Regions from separate parts of the Sus scrofa genome. Here all the other regions are linked to region 2. A link is a contact called in public HiChIP or PLAC-seq and promoter capture Hi-C data. All regions are on one chromosome and are shown on one strand. Each heading gives the region's core, a stretch centred on a gene start, on an enhancer-like site or on the middle of the called end of the contact. The rest is flanking DNA. Distances are from core to core; before and after follow the strand shown.

Region 1 (2,819 bases), core at 235-2,734, 140 kb after region 2:
TCTCCCAGGCGCCGGAGAGCGGGCTGGCGAGCGGACGGCCTCAGGCGGCCCGGCCCCTGCACCCTCGGCTCCCCAGGAGCCCAGCCTGTGAGCTCCGCGCCGGGGCCCCAGGGGCCTGGCTGGCTCCGCTCCAGCGCCCGAAGTCCTACCCCCCCCCTCCTTTGGACACCTGTGTGATCTGGCCATGCACACTGCACTCTGCCAACCCAGGCGTCCCCCACCCTGCTCCCACTTCCCCCAGGCCCTGGGCGTTTCTCTTCCCCGCTGACATTTCCCCTCGCTCTGTTCAGCTTTCTACGCCAGAGCCTGGGGACGCCCTTCCAAAGTGGGGGGCAGAGACCCCCATCCCATTTCCCCAGCTCGGGACAAAGCCCCTCAATTCCAGCTGCCGGCAGCCCAGGCCGGGCGGCAGCGCCAGACGCCCCAGGCAGAAGGAAGCAGGCCAGGAGGAAGCCGCTGGGGGCGGGGGCAACGCTCCCAGCCCTCAATCCCTATCACCCTTCCGAGCCCCCTCGGCAACCCCAGATTCTGGGCATACAGCAATTGGGGTCCCAAGGAGAAATGGGGGTGCCACCGCCTCCGCAAGGCTGACGGGGCGAAGGGGAGGCAAGGGACAAGCGAGGGTCCCCGGATCTGGCAGGGGAAGGCGCGGGCCGGTGTGGCTCTTCGAAACGCAGTGGGCCTGGCTCTCCGGCCCCCACGACCTCCATTTTGCCCAAAAGAAAGCTCGGTGGGGGGTAGGGGCGACTGGGAGCTAAGCGTGAGGTTAGGACTGCTAAAGGGAATGAGGTGCCGAGGTCTCTGGTCTAGGGGGTAATGGGTCCAGAAAAGAACCTAAATCGAGGGTGGAGACAAGGGAAGGGTGGCCTCGCGGCCTTGCCTGCTTCTCTGAGGATTCTGGACTTTTGCAAGGCGAATGCCAGCGGCGGTGCGAAATGGGAGGACACGAGGGGTGCTACCCCGGGGGAGCTAAGAGGGTGGCAGTGGTGGGGAAAGGGGGCGGGACAGGGCCTAGAGGAAGCCCCGAATTTAGCCCCCCAACTTCTCAGGGAGCAAGAGGCAGGTGGGGGTGAGATGAGGTCTAGAGTCAGGCAAAAGGCCCCTGATGCTGCAGGGAGCGCGTGCGTTATTGGGGGCGAGGGTCCCCCAGTTCCCCTTCCGGGTTTGGGAGCGACGGGGCCATAAGAAGGGAGGGGATGTCTGGGGAGTTACGTCCGCTCCCGAGAGGCCAGACCGGGTAGACAGACGGAAGAGAGGTTCCCCCACGGGAATTTGGGGCTGGGAAGGGGATGAGGACTCCTTTTACCAGCGGAGGTACCTGTGGCGGTGGGACTCTGCGAAGGGTCGCTAAAGGAGAGCGGGAGGTCCTGTCTTCCTCCGCGGCGGAGGCGGCAGCGGCGGCGACGCGGATGGATTTTCTCAGTCACCCCAACTCAACCGTCCAGCGCTGCTCTCCCCAGAGCGGAGGGATCCCGCCCGCCAGTGACGCGGCCGTCGCCGCCGCGCCCAGGGCCCGGCTGGACGAGACCAACTACTTATCGGGGGGAGGCCGGGGGAAAAATAGCACTTAGGGGGCAAATATTGACCCCATAACATCAAAGATATTACTCTACATTATTTCTACGCAAAATGGGCTCAGAAAAATACTTTGCTTCCCGAAAAGGCACAAAACATCCCCTCTGGGACTGACATAGGTGGTACCGGCATAGGGGAGGGTGAAACCGCTCGCTGGTCACGTGACCTGCCCTCCCGGATTGGGCGGCTCCAGACTGGGAAGGGGAGCTCGACGCCCCAGTTCTCGCCTTGGCTCCGCCCTTTGTCTGTGAGACCACGCCCCTCCACAGGGGACAGGGTTGAGAGAGATCAGTGTTGATCACTGCTGGAGAGGCCAGCCGGCCTCAACGCGTAGCGAGGAGGAGCAGTGTTTCCGAAGGTGCCCGGGCGGGAAGCCATGGGGACCTGGGCGGCCCCTGGGAACTCAGGTATGCTGTGAGAACGGGTCTGCCCAGGCAGTGCCCCCGCGTTGCCCAGTGGCTTTTGCGGAACTCTTTATGTGGCGGCATGACACTCTAATAGCAACTCGTTTATTGAGCTTCATACTTATTTACTCCTCACAGTGCTATGAAGTTGAGTACTGGCTTTGTCCCCATTTTACAGTAGTGGAAACAGAGTCCTAGGGCTGCAGAGTTGGAATATGAACCAAGGCTGCTTTATCGACCTTATTGTGTGTATTAATATCTAGCCTCTTGATGAACCTCGCTCTGGACCATCTCCGCGAAGGGATGAGAATGTAAGTATAGGCCTCGGTTTCCACATCTATAAAATGAGAGTGTTGATAGCTACCTGCCCTGCAAGTCACCTTGGATTATTTTAAGATCCTGCGGATTGTGAAAATGTTTTGGAAAGTTCAAATCAATGAGTAACCTTCATTGAGTCCTCATGCGATTTAAAAGTATTAAAACATACACTTTTCATTTAGCCTCAGTTGAAGGCATTAAAAACAGTTTCCAAAGCACCAATTTTTAAAGAGAATAAGAAAAGTCACATTCTTAGTTAAGCACAAATTCCATTTATGGAGCACTCACCAATTCGATCATATATTAGCAGTAGGTAATAGGTGTCAATGAGAATTTGGAAGGGAGGGAGTTCCCATTGTGACTCAGCAGGTAATGACCCCAACTAGTATCCAGTATCCAACTAGTATCCAGTATCCAACTAGTGGCTTAAGGATCTGGCATTGCGGTGACCTATGGTGCAGTTTGCAGCCTGGTTTTGGATCCTGCATTCCTTTTTTTGTTGTTGTTTTTTGTTTTGTCTTT
Region 2 (2,952 bases), core at 197-2,696:
AGTTCCTCTTATATCAGTTACTTAAAACATCAGCGTTTTAACAGCCTAACTATACACCTTAACTATAACTCAAGAATATCCCAGATATACTGCAGGTTCGGCAAAACAAAAACAAACAAACTAGGAGTTCCCTGTAGTCTAGTGGGTTAAGGATCCAGCATTGTCACTGTTGCGGCTTGGGTCACTGTACTGGCGTGGGTTCGGTCCCTGGCCCAGGAACACACATGCTACAAATATGGCCGAAAAAATAAAATGAAAAGGTTTTGTTTTTTTTTTTAAAAAAGAACATCCCAAAAAACTAATTACTACCAGAGTCAAACCTAATCAATTAACCCGACCATCATTTTTCAAAGAACTCTTGCTGATTTTAGGCTAGACAACGACATTTAATCATATCCTGCCAGGAAACTGGTCGGACAACCTCTCCAGTCAAACCAATTCTGTAACATTACTTTCTTTTTGAATCAACCTTTTCGGTGTATAATTTACAAACAATAAACAGCACACACAAGTATTGCTCTTTTATATTCAAACTCTCTTACTTTCACCGCTTTGATCTTCTAGTCATTACACAGACAACTATTGGACCAAAAGCAAAGAGGTGAATGAACCACGTGAAATGGTCAAGGATGAGCGATTTCATATGGTTCACCCTAATAAGACCTTAAGGGCAATGCAGTGAAAAGTGGAGTGCAAGAGAATAATGCGCTGGAACAAAATTAAGGAAGAGTAACATTTTACCGGTCATTCCAATCATCCCCTCGACGTCTCTCATCTCTTTCCCGAGAACGGTCATAGTCGCTGCGTTCCCTTCTAAACTTGTCCCTGCGCCTTCGATCATACTCGTCATCACTGTCACCCATGGCGCGGTCTGAGAGGACCTGGAGGCGAAACACGGATAAATAGGATAATGAACAATGACGACAAGCGCAAAGGATTGTCCCTTTGAAGCAGCACGCCCCCCTCCGTCCGCAGAGGCCAGCCTTCCGCTGCTCCCGCCATTCTAAGCCCTCTTCCCCTTCAGCTGCAGGGCTCCACCAGCTGCCAGGGGTCTCCCGCCCGGCTCCCCGCACCCGCGGGCCTCTCGCCCTCCTGCCCGCCCCAGCCCCTGCTCTCCAGGCCCCTCCCCTCCCCCACCTGGGAGCGGCAGCGGCCGTTAGTCTCGCGCTCCGGCCGGCAGATTTTCCGGGCAACCTGGACCCGCCCCTTCCCTCGGGCGCGCGACGGGGACGGATTCGGGTGAGGGGGAGACGCGGGGCTCTCGGTGACTGGGCCGAGTAGACGCGAAGAGAGCGGGACAACCAAAGATGGGCGGTCGGCGCGCGCCGCCCGAGCTGCGCCTGCGTCACCCGCAGAATGGCACCTCGAAATACAAACTGGAGCCCGCGGGGACAGAACGGAACCAAACCACAGAGGCAAAGGCGGGGAGCACCGGGGGCCGATGGGAAGGGGCGGGGACCCGGAAGCCTCGCGAGCTTTCCGGGACGAGAACGGCACGGGCGAGAAGCTATGGGAGCCGCGCTGGATCAAGTGTGGCCTCTGGTGGGCGGTAGAAGCCTCTGGGCTTGAGGGTGAGTTTCCTCTCGCCGAGGTCGAAGGTCGCGCTTCCCCGGGTGTGTCTGAATCAGTTCGCATCCAGCCGCTGGTACCCCGACCCGCAGCTTTGATCTGGGAGCCTCCTGACGTCATCGGGAGTGGTTTCCAACCCCCCTTTCCTTGTACAGGGCAGGGGTTGGGGGAGTGCGGCCTTTCAGCGGATCCAGCAACCATTTTAATGCATTTCCCACCATTTTGTGGTCCCACCAGAGAATCAGCCTTTATTAGTGCTTCTGTCTGCGCTACGTCCTAAACCAGTTGTTCCTGCTCTTCCACAAAGGCACCCCCATCCTTAAGCAAAAGTGGCAAACCCCAACCAGTACCTTGATGAGCTCGGTTGTAGGTCTGAGGGCCTCACCACCCAGCAGGATCTCTGTTGCCCCATAACCTTTACAACAGGAAATGCTGCCTCCCTCGCATATGCTGCAGCCTTGTTCCCAGTGCTGGGGTGGGGGTGGGGGGGCGTTCTACAGAAACTACCCTAAAAGGGGGATTTAGAGGAGTTGTAAAATACACCCAGGACTGGAGTTCCCATTGTGGCTCAGCGGGGTTAAGAACCTGACTAGCATCCATGAGGATGTGGGTTCAATCCCTGACCTCGATCAGGGGTTTAAGGATCCAGTGTTGCCAGAAGTGCAGCATAGGTGGCAGCCGCAGCTCTGTTTTGACCCCCTAGCCTGGGTACTTCCATATGCCACAGGTGCAGCCCTAAAAAGCAAAAAAAGCATCAGATGAGACAATAGACTTCAAAGTGTTTTGTACACTCTTGAGGGATTATTATTTCATGATTAGAGGAAGAGAAGATGGCATTTGGTGACAACATTATAAAGGTAGATGTCAGGGAGGGTGGTTGATGGGAAGGGAGAACAGAGTAGGTGCTTCTGGGAAAGACTCAGCAGTCGGTGGTGACGGTGGCTGAGAGCTCTTGGATGCGCCAGGCACTGCAGGCCTTGCACAAGATGTGCCCATCCAGCGGGTAGCAACCCTGACATTCACCCTCAGAGGAGAGCAGCAGCCCGCACTCCTGTTTGGAAAGAAACAGTAGCTTTTCATCAGGCCTGGATCCCTGAGCCCCTTCTTTCTTGTGCTCTACCATACCCAGCGCCCCAGGCCCCCTGACCTCGCACTTGTAACACCCAACGTGAAAACTGCGGTCCAGAGCTACAATTCGCACAGTCTCCTCCTGACCGGGCTCAGGCATGATGGCCCCACCACACACTGAGCATCGTGGGGCAAACTTCCTAGAGTGGAAGGGAACCAAGGAGGCTGTCAAGCCCCAGGATTGGAGGGGACCAACAACGAAGCCCAGGGTGGGAGGGAACAGGATAGGCCAGAGGTAGGGTCTTGGATCTTATG
Region 3 (2,737 bases), core at 62-2,561, 170 kb before region 2:
AACCCCTCTGGCAGAAGATGCGGCCCAGGGGTCTGGTGGCAGAGATAGGCGATCTCTGACGTTTCACTCCCACCCTCCATCCTCCGCAACGCATTCAAACCTTCTCTTTAAGCAGTGGAGAGAGATGAAGTTGAGTCACCCCACACACACACCTGCGCAACCCCCTCCCCACCTGGTCTGCTTTCGTCCTCCAAATGTCCTTTGGGGAGTAGCAGCGGGAGGGGGAGAAGCAGGAGGGTGGTGGGAGAGGTGGTCTGAAAAGGGGTACAGCGGGAGCACCAACCTACACTACAGAGCCAGCTGGACAGAAGGACAGACACACCTTTTTCTTCAGACACGCACCGACCATGAACAGACACGACACAGAGGCACACACATCATCAATCTTTTCCCTTTCTCTTCCGACTCCGACCCTTTCCGACTGGATTACCCAAACCGCATGATCCACCCAAGTGCCCCAGCCCAGAGCCCGCACCCCGCATCGCAGATCCGCGGACAGTGCCCGCAGGCGCACAGAACTGTCCCTCCTCTCTCAGGTTCACGCCGTCCTTGGGCGTGTTCCCCACGGACCGTGCAGTCAGAGAATGGGGAGTGTGGCCCCCTCCTCAGCTTTGGAATCCTTATCTTCCCCCTTCCCAGTATGGAGCTCCTACTGAGGCCCAGTCCGACGAGGGAAGTGCCCCCACCCTATTCTGCTCAGGGGGCTCCCGCGCGGCTGCAAGTTGCTCTGTAACCCATCCTCCCGCCTTGCAGCGTCTCTGCATCCACCCTTCCATTCATTCTGCCATTCATTCATTCATCCTTTTCTCCTGGTCCCTCCTTCATTCATTCAAAGCCCCCCTGCCCCGCCCGCCTCAGCATTTCATTCATTCGTTCCTTCATTCATTCATTTCCCTGGTGCTAGGCTAGCGCACGCCCCTCCAACCGAAGCCTACAGTGCGCAGGCGCAGGCCGAGAGAGGCATGCATCCTCCAATCGCTGGGCGTCCTCCCGCCTCTAGGCGCCCGCCCGCTTCCCCATGAATGAACATTGACGTCAATTGGGCGGGGCCATCCCACGTGACCCCTGATTTCCTCTTTATAAGGCGGCAGCGGCGCGGGCGCTGTCCAGCGTGCTGAAGCCAGAGCGAGCTAGTCTCCCGGAGCCGCGCGGACCCAGCTGAGCCCAGCCCACTGGACGCCAGACCTCGACCACCGCTCGTATCCTAGCCACCGCTCGGGGCCCAGGAGGACGCGTCCCGATCTTCCCCTATCCCCACCCCGCCCCGACCCTCCTCTCCACCTCCCGCATCGTGACTCCAGCTGGTAAATACTGTGCTGTCCATCCCTCAAACCCCCGGCAGCCTTGGGCATGAGGGAGGGTTCTCTCTCCCCCCTCCCTGATGAGGGTGTTGAAAACAGTGCGGGGAGCCCCTGGGAAGGGTCCCTGGTAAATGGGGGAGTTGCCGCTTTTCTCTTGCTGTTGAAGTCGCCCACGCACCATCCGGGGAGTCCTGTGGGGAGGGAGCAGAGATTTTTTTTTCCCTCCGTATCCTTGCTGCTTAGTACGTGGGCGCTGGCAGTGAGATGGCTCAGGGAAGGGGGCGAGGAGGCACTGGGAGAGAGAGGGTTGCAGGCGTTTTCCCATTTACACGACTCCAGAGATCGGTACAGTATCTTCCTCCTTTGCTCTTAATCGTCCCTCTTCTGGGTAAGGTTAGGGGGATGAGGGAAGCCCTGGATTTCCCGACTAAAGGTGGGGGAAGGGAATATAAAATCAGAGAGCGGAAAATTCTTACAGAAACCCTCTCTTTCTTTGGTCCCTTCTATTTTTCAGTCTCCGGCAGTCCTTTGGTCATGAAATCGCCCAGGTTGCCGGCTTCTGTCCTCTTCTGCTTCCTTCTACTGCCCAAGGGGTTGGGGGCAGCACCCTCGGGGCACCCTGAGGCTCAGCAACCTCCCCTCAGCACTGAAAATAGAGAGCCAGTAGCTGGGGACGCAGTGATCGGGCCAAAGGATGTTAGCGCCCCAGAGGTCCGAGCCGCTCGAAATTCAGAGCCGCAGGACGAGGGAGAGCTTTTCCAGGGTGTGGATCCCCGGGCGCTGGCCGCGGTGCTGCTGCAGGCACTCGACCGCCCAGCCTCGCCCCCGGCGCCCGACGGCTCCCAGCAGCGACCAGAGGAAGAAGCATCAGAAGCTCTGCTGACCGAGACCGTGCGCAGCCAGACCCACAGTCTCCCAGTGCCAGAGACCCAGGCGCCCGCGGCCCCCCCTCGCCCTCAGACTCAGGAGAATGGTCCCGAGGCAGGCGACCCCTCGGAGGAGCTCGAGGCGCTAGCTTCTCTACTCCAGGAACTGCGAGATTTCAGTCCGAGCAGCGCCAAGCGCCAGCAAGAGACGGCGGCAGCAGAGACGGAAACCCGCACGCACACGCTGACCCGGGTCAACCTGGAGAGCCCCGGGCCGGAGCGCGTATGGCGCGCTTCCTGGGGAGAGTTCCAGGCGCGCGTCCCGGAGCGCGCACCCCTCCCGCCCCCGGCTCCCCCGCAATTCCAGGCGCGTATGCCCGAGAGCGGGCCCCTTCCCGAAGCCCACCAGTTTGGAGAAGGAGTGCCCTCCCCCAAAACACACCTAGGTGAGGCATTGGCACCCTTATCCAAGGCGTACCAAGGCCTGGGCACTCCCTTCCCCAAGGCGCGCCGGCCGGAGACCTCACTCCTGGGCGGCTCTGAGGCGGGGGAGCGCCTTCTACAACAAGG
Region 4 (2,700 bases), core at 196-2,695, 190 kb after region 2:
CTCCTCCCTGGAGCCTCTGTCCCCACAGCCACAAGACACCCTCTCCCCTTTGGTCCCTCATCATTCTTCCTCTCTCTTCACTCTGTCTTGAATACTGGCCCTGCTTACTGGTCTATCGGGCAGAGACCCCTGTCTCCCACACATACACAACTTGGGACGGCAGGAGTTGCTCAACCTACGCTTCTTATTGAACTGAACTTGGCTGATACATGATGGGAAGTACTGAAGTCAGAGCTAAGGGAAACATTTTTTCCCCCTCAGTGGAAGCCAGAAACCAACCTGATGTAAAATCTCAACTCCTAGGTAGGTTTCCACCAAAAAGCAAAAGACTGAACCGGAGGCCTCTTCACCTCCAACTGAGCTCATCTCTAAGATCATGCTAGGTCCTCCCTCCCTACAGAACTCTCAGAATTCCCATCCCCAAACTCACTCTCTGGGAAGTGTTGGGCCGAGGGTGGAGCGGTCCAGGAAGGGGGCCCTGGGTGGGGCGTTGGGTCAGGCTGTCCCTGAAGCTCAGGGGGGTACGTTGGGGCCCTCAGAACTGAGGTGATGTCCTTGCGCCCCACCACTCGGCCCTCTGTTCCTTCCTCAGACAGCTCAATGCGGAAGCGGTCCTGGACGTCATAGTGGCTGGGATTGGGGGCCACGTGGCGAATCACACTGGTCTCAAGAAAGGAGAGAGGCCCATTGAGGGGCCGTGATCCAAGTGGATCCAGGCCCCACCCTCCCAGGAAACTTTCCCTTAGGGACGCAGACAGAGGGGTGGGTAAAACAGATTGAAGAGGACAAGGTCTGGGACCTAAGGCCAAAGCACAGTAAATCAGAGAACTATTCTGGCAGCAACCCCTGGCTTTCATCAGCCTCTCGACCCCTCCCCTCCCAACTCACATGTCAATGCAGGATTGAGGCTTCACATATCCTTCCGCGTCAAACACTGTGTATTTGGCAGGTGCTGTGCACAGAACTGGAGGAAGAAAGCACAGAGAATGATTATTGCTTCAGGGACCCTGTACAAGCCCCGCCCATGGAGCGCCTTTGCCTCCTACCCCGCCCCCCCACCTCCGATCATCCATTCTGCCTAGGCTGGACATACGACCGTACTCATCTGACTGCTCAATCCATACAGCTCCCCAATTTTCTTCTGCCAGTCCCCAGATCCTAGCGCGAGACGCCCATCCCCTTCACCTCGGAAGCGAAGCACTGCTCCCGTGGGGTTATAGAGGGTCAGCAACTGCCGGGGGCCGCTCCGCTGGTCCGCCCTGAATACTAGATCCGGGGGAAAGACGAGGACCGGGACAACAGGTCCCGAGGGAGCAGGGGCGCCCCGGGACCCCCGCCCAGGAGCCCCCGAACCCACCAGCTCCTGGTCCTGGGGCGCCCCACGGCGCATGCAAGCTCTGGGCGGTGGAACATCCGAGGGCAGAGTTCAGGGGACGGGCCTGGAGGATAGAGCTGAGGGGCGAGAGGGGTGAAACGGAACGGGATGAGACCGTAGGGCAGGGCCTGGACTGATGCTGCCGCCGCCTCGGAATCCCGCTAGATGAGGCCCCAGAAGACAGGCCCAGCCCCCCCAAACCCTTCCCCTCTCCAGCTCTGCCTTGGGTCCCCTTAGGCCCCGCCCCCAAGCTCTACCTCGAGGGTCACGCCCACCTCGTAAACCCTGCCCCTCCCAGCTCCCTGCCGGGGCCCTTGTCTTCAGTCCGGGTTCCTGATCTCCATAAGCCCCGCCCCACTCTGCAGCATGCCCCGCCCCTTCCGGGCGTCCCTGGGCACTTGCCCAGTCTGCCCCCCCAAGACTCTACTTGCCGCAGCCGCCTCTTCCGGGGCTGTCCTTTCCGTCTTCTGTTTTCCCGAGACCTGTATTTGTGCCTCCGACCCCTCCCTGAGCTCAAGCCGACGCTTATTCGGACTTCCGCCTCCGAATGGCCGCTCTTGCTATGAAGCTCGCCTTCTGGTCACAGCACCTGCCAATCAGCTTTTGGCTGTACTAGGGCTGCCATCTTCCGGAGAGACCGTTTCACTCTTCCGCCGTACGGGCTCTGTCATTGGCCAGCGCCGCCTGGTTTCAGCCGTAAGTGCGCCCATCGGTGCACGTAAAGAGGTGATTGGCTTCATCCTAGTGACGTAAAACTTTACGAGCGTCTCTAGAATGCTAACCCTGGCATAAGCGGGGGTGGGGACCCGGGCGGGGCTGGGAATGGGTCTTTGTTCCTTCTCCCCACTCTGAGCCCGTCCGAATCACTAGAATTTACCTCCCACGAGAGAGCCCTCTTTCTCTACTATCCCAGGTCCTCCTAGAAGCCTTCGCAGCAACAAAAACCGTTTGCTACAGAACTAGTTGGAAGTAGCTCCCAGTTGGACTGGGATCTCAGCCCAAGGTTCTTCTGATTCCTTCCTGCACGGAACTCACTCGGAAATCACTTATATTTGCTACTTGCTGAATTAAGAGTCAGCCTTGCTACTTACGTCATCCCACCGAATCTTCAACTCCCTTCGCAGAGGAGGAAACAGCTTCAACAAGGTGAAGAATCTTGCCCCAGGCCACACCTTTGGTTAGCAGCAGTGGAGCAAAACAAAGTTATCTTATCTGAAACCCTTCTCTGAGCGCCCTATCAAATGTAGAATCTCCCTTTGCCTGTCCTTTTGTCACGCTTTTGTTTTCTTCACAGCACTCATAGAGCTACTTGATAGCATGTTTTA

What was found. Promoter capture Hi-C pulls out the DNA fragments that hold promoters and counts their contacts. HiChIP or PLAC-seq counts read pairs in DNA pulled down with a chosen protein or histone mark.
Region 1: a contact with region 2 is called in an H3K27ac HiChIP or PLAC-seq map of alveolar macrophages. The contact joins the promoter of GNB2 here to the promoter of SRRT in region 2. A contact is called at or near these places in 2 of 47 Hi-C or Micro-C datasets (epiblast stem cells and heart right ventricle) and 1 of 2 datasets of contacts at active chromatin or transcription factors (alveolar macrophages).
Region 3: a promoter capture Hi-C map of fetal liver shows a contact between it and region 2, with 2.0 times the contacts expected there. The contact joins the promoter of VGF here to the promoter of SRRT in region 2. A contact is called at or near these places in 2 of 5 promoter capture datasets (fetal liver and skeletal muscle), 1 of 47 Hi-C or Micro-C datasets (liver) and 1 of 2 datasets of contacts at active chromatin or transcription factors (alveolar macrophages).
Region 4: an H3K27ac HiChIP or PLAC-seq map of alveolar macrophages shows a contact between it and region 2. The contact joins the promoter of MOSPD3 here to the promoter of SRRT in region 2. A contact is called at or near these places in 6 of 47 Hi-C or Micro-C datasets (embryonic fibroblasts, epiblast stem cells, liver and 3 more) and 1 of 2 datasets of contacts at active chromatin or transcription factors (alveolar macrophages).

What each region holds. Positions count from the first base shown.
Region 1 is chr3:8,577,702-8,580,520 of Sscrofa11.1, reverse strand. It overlaps GNB2 (guanine nucleotide-binding protein G(I)/G(S)/G(T) subunit beta-2), which reads right to left and starts at 1,484. Exons shown (of 10, transcript XM_003480989.3): 1 at 1,319-1,484.
Region 2 is chr3:8,716,276-8,719,227 of Sscrofa11.1, reverse strand. It overlaps SRRT (serrate RNA effector molecule homolog), which reads right to left and starts at 1,446. Exons shown (of 21, transcript XM_003354479.3): 1 at 1,138-1,446; 2 at 742-881. The coding sequence starts at 863. TRIP6 (thyroid receptor-interacting protein 6) reads right to left here. Exons shown (of 9, transcript XM_003354478.4): 8 at 2,717-2,837; 9 at 2,337-2,620. The coding sequence ends at 2,489.
Region 3 is chr3:8,889,973-8,892,709 of Sscrofa11.1, reverse strand. VGF (neurosecretory protein VGF) reads left to right here and starts at 1,311. Exons shown (of 2, transcript XM_021086257.1): 1 at 1,311-2,737. The coding sequence starts at 1,566.
Region 4 is chr3:8,530,490-8,533,189 of Sscrofa11.1, reverse strand. It overlaps MOSPD3 (motile sperm domain containing 3), which reads right to left and starts at 1,445. Exons shown (of 5, transcript NM_001195356.1): 1 at 1,186-1,445; 2 at 889-964; 3 at 431-660. The coding sequence starts at 1,390.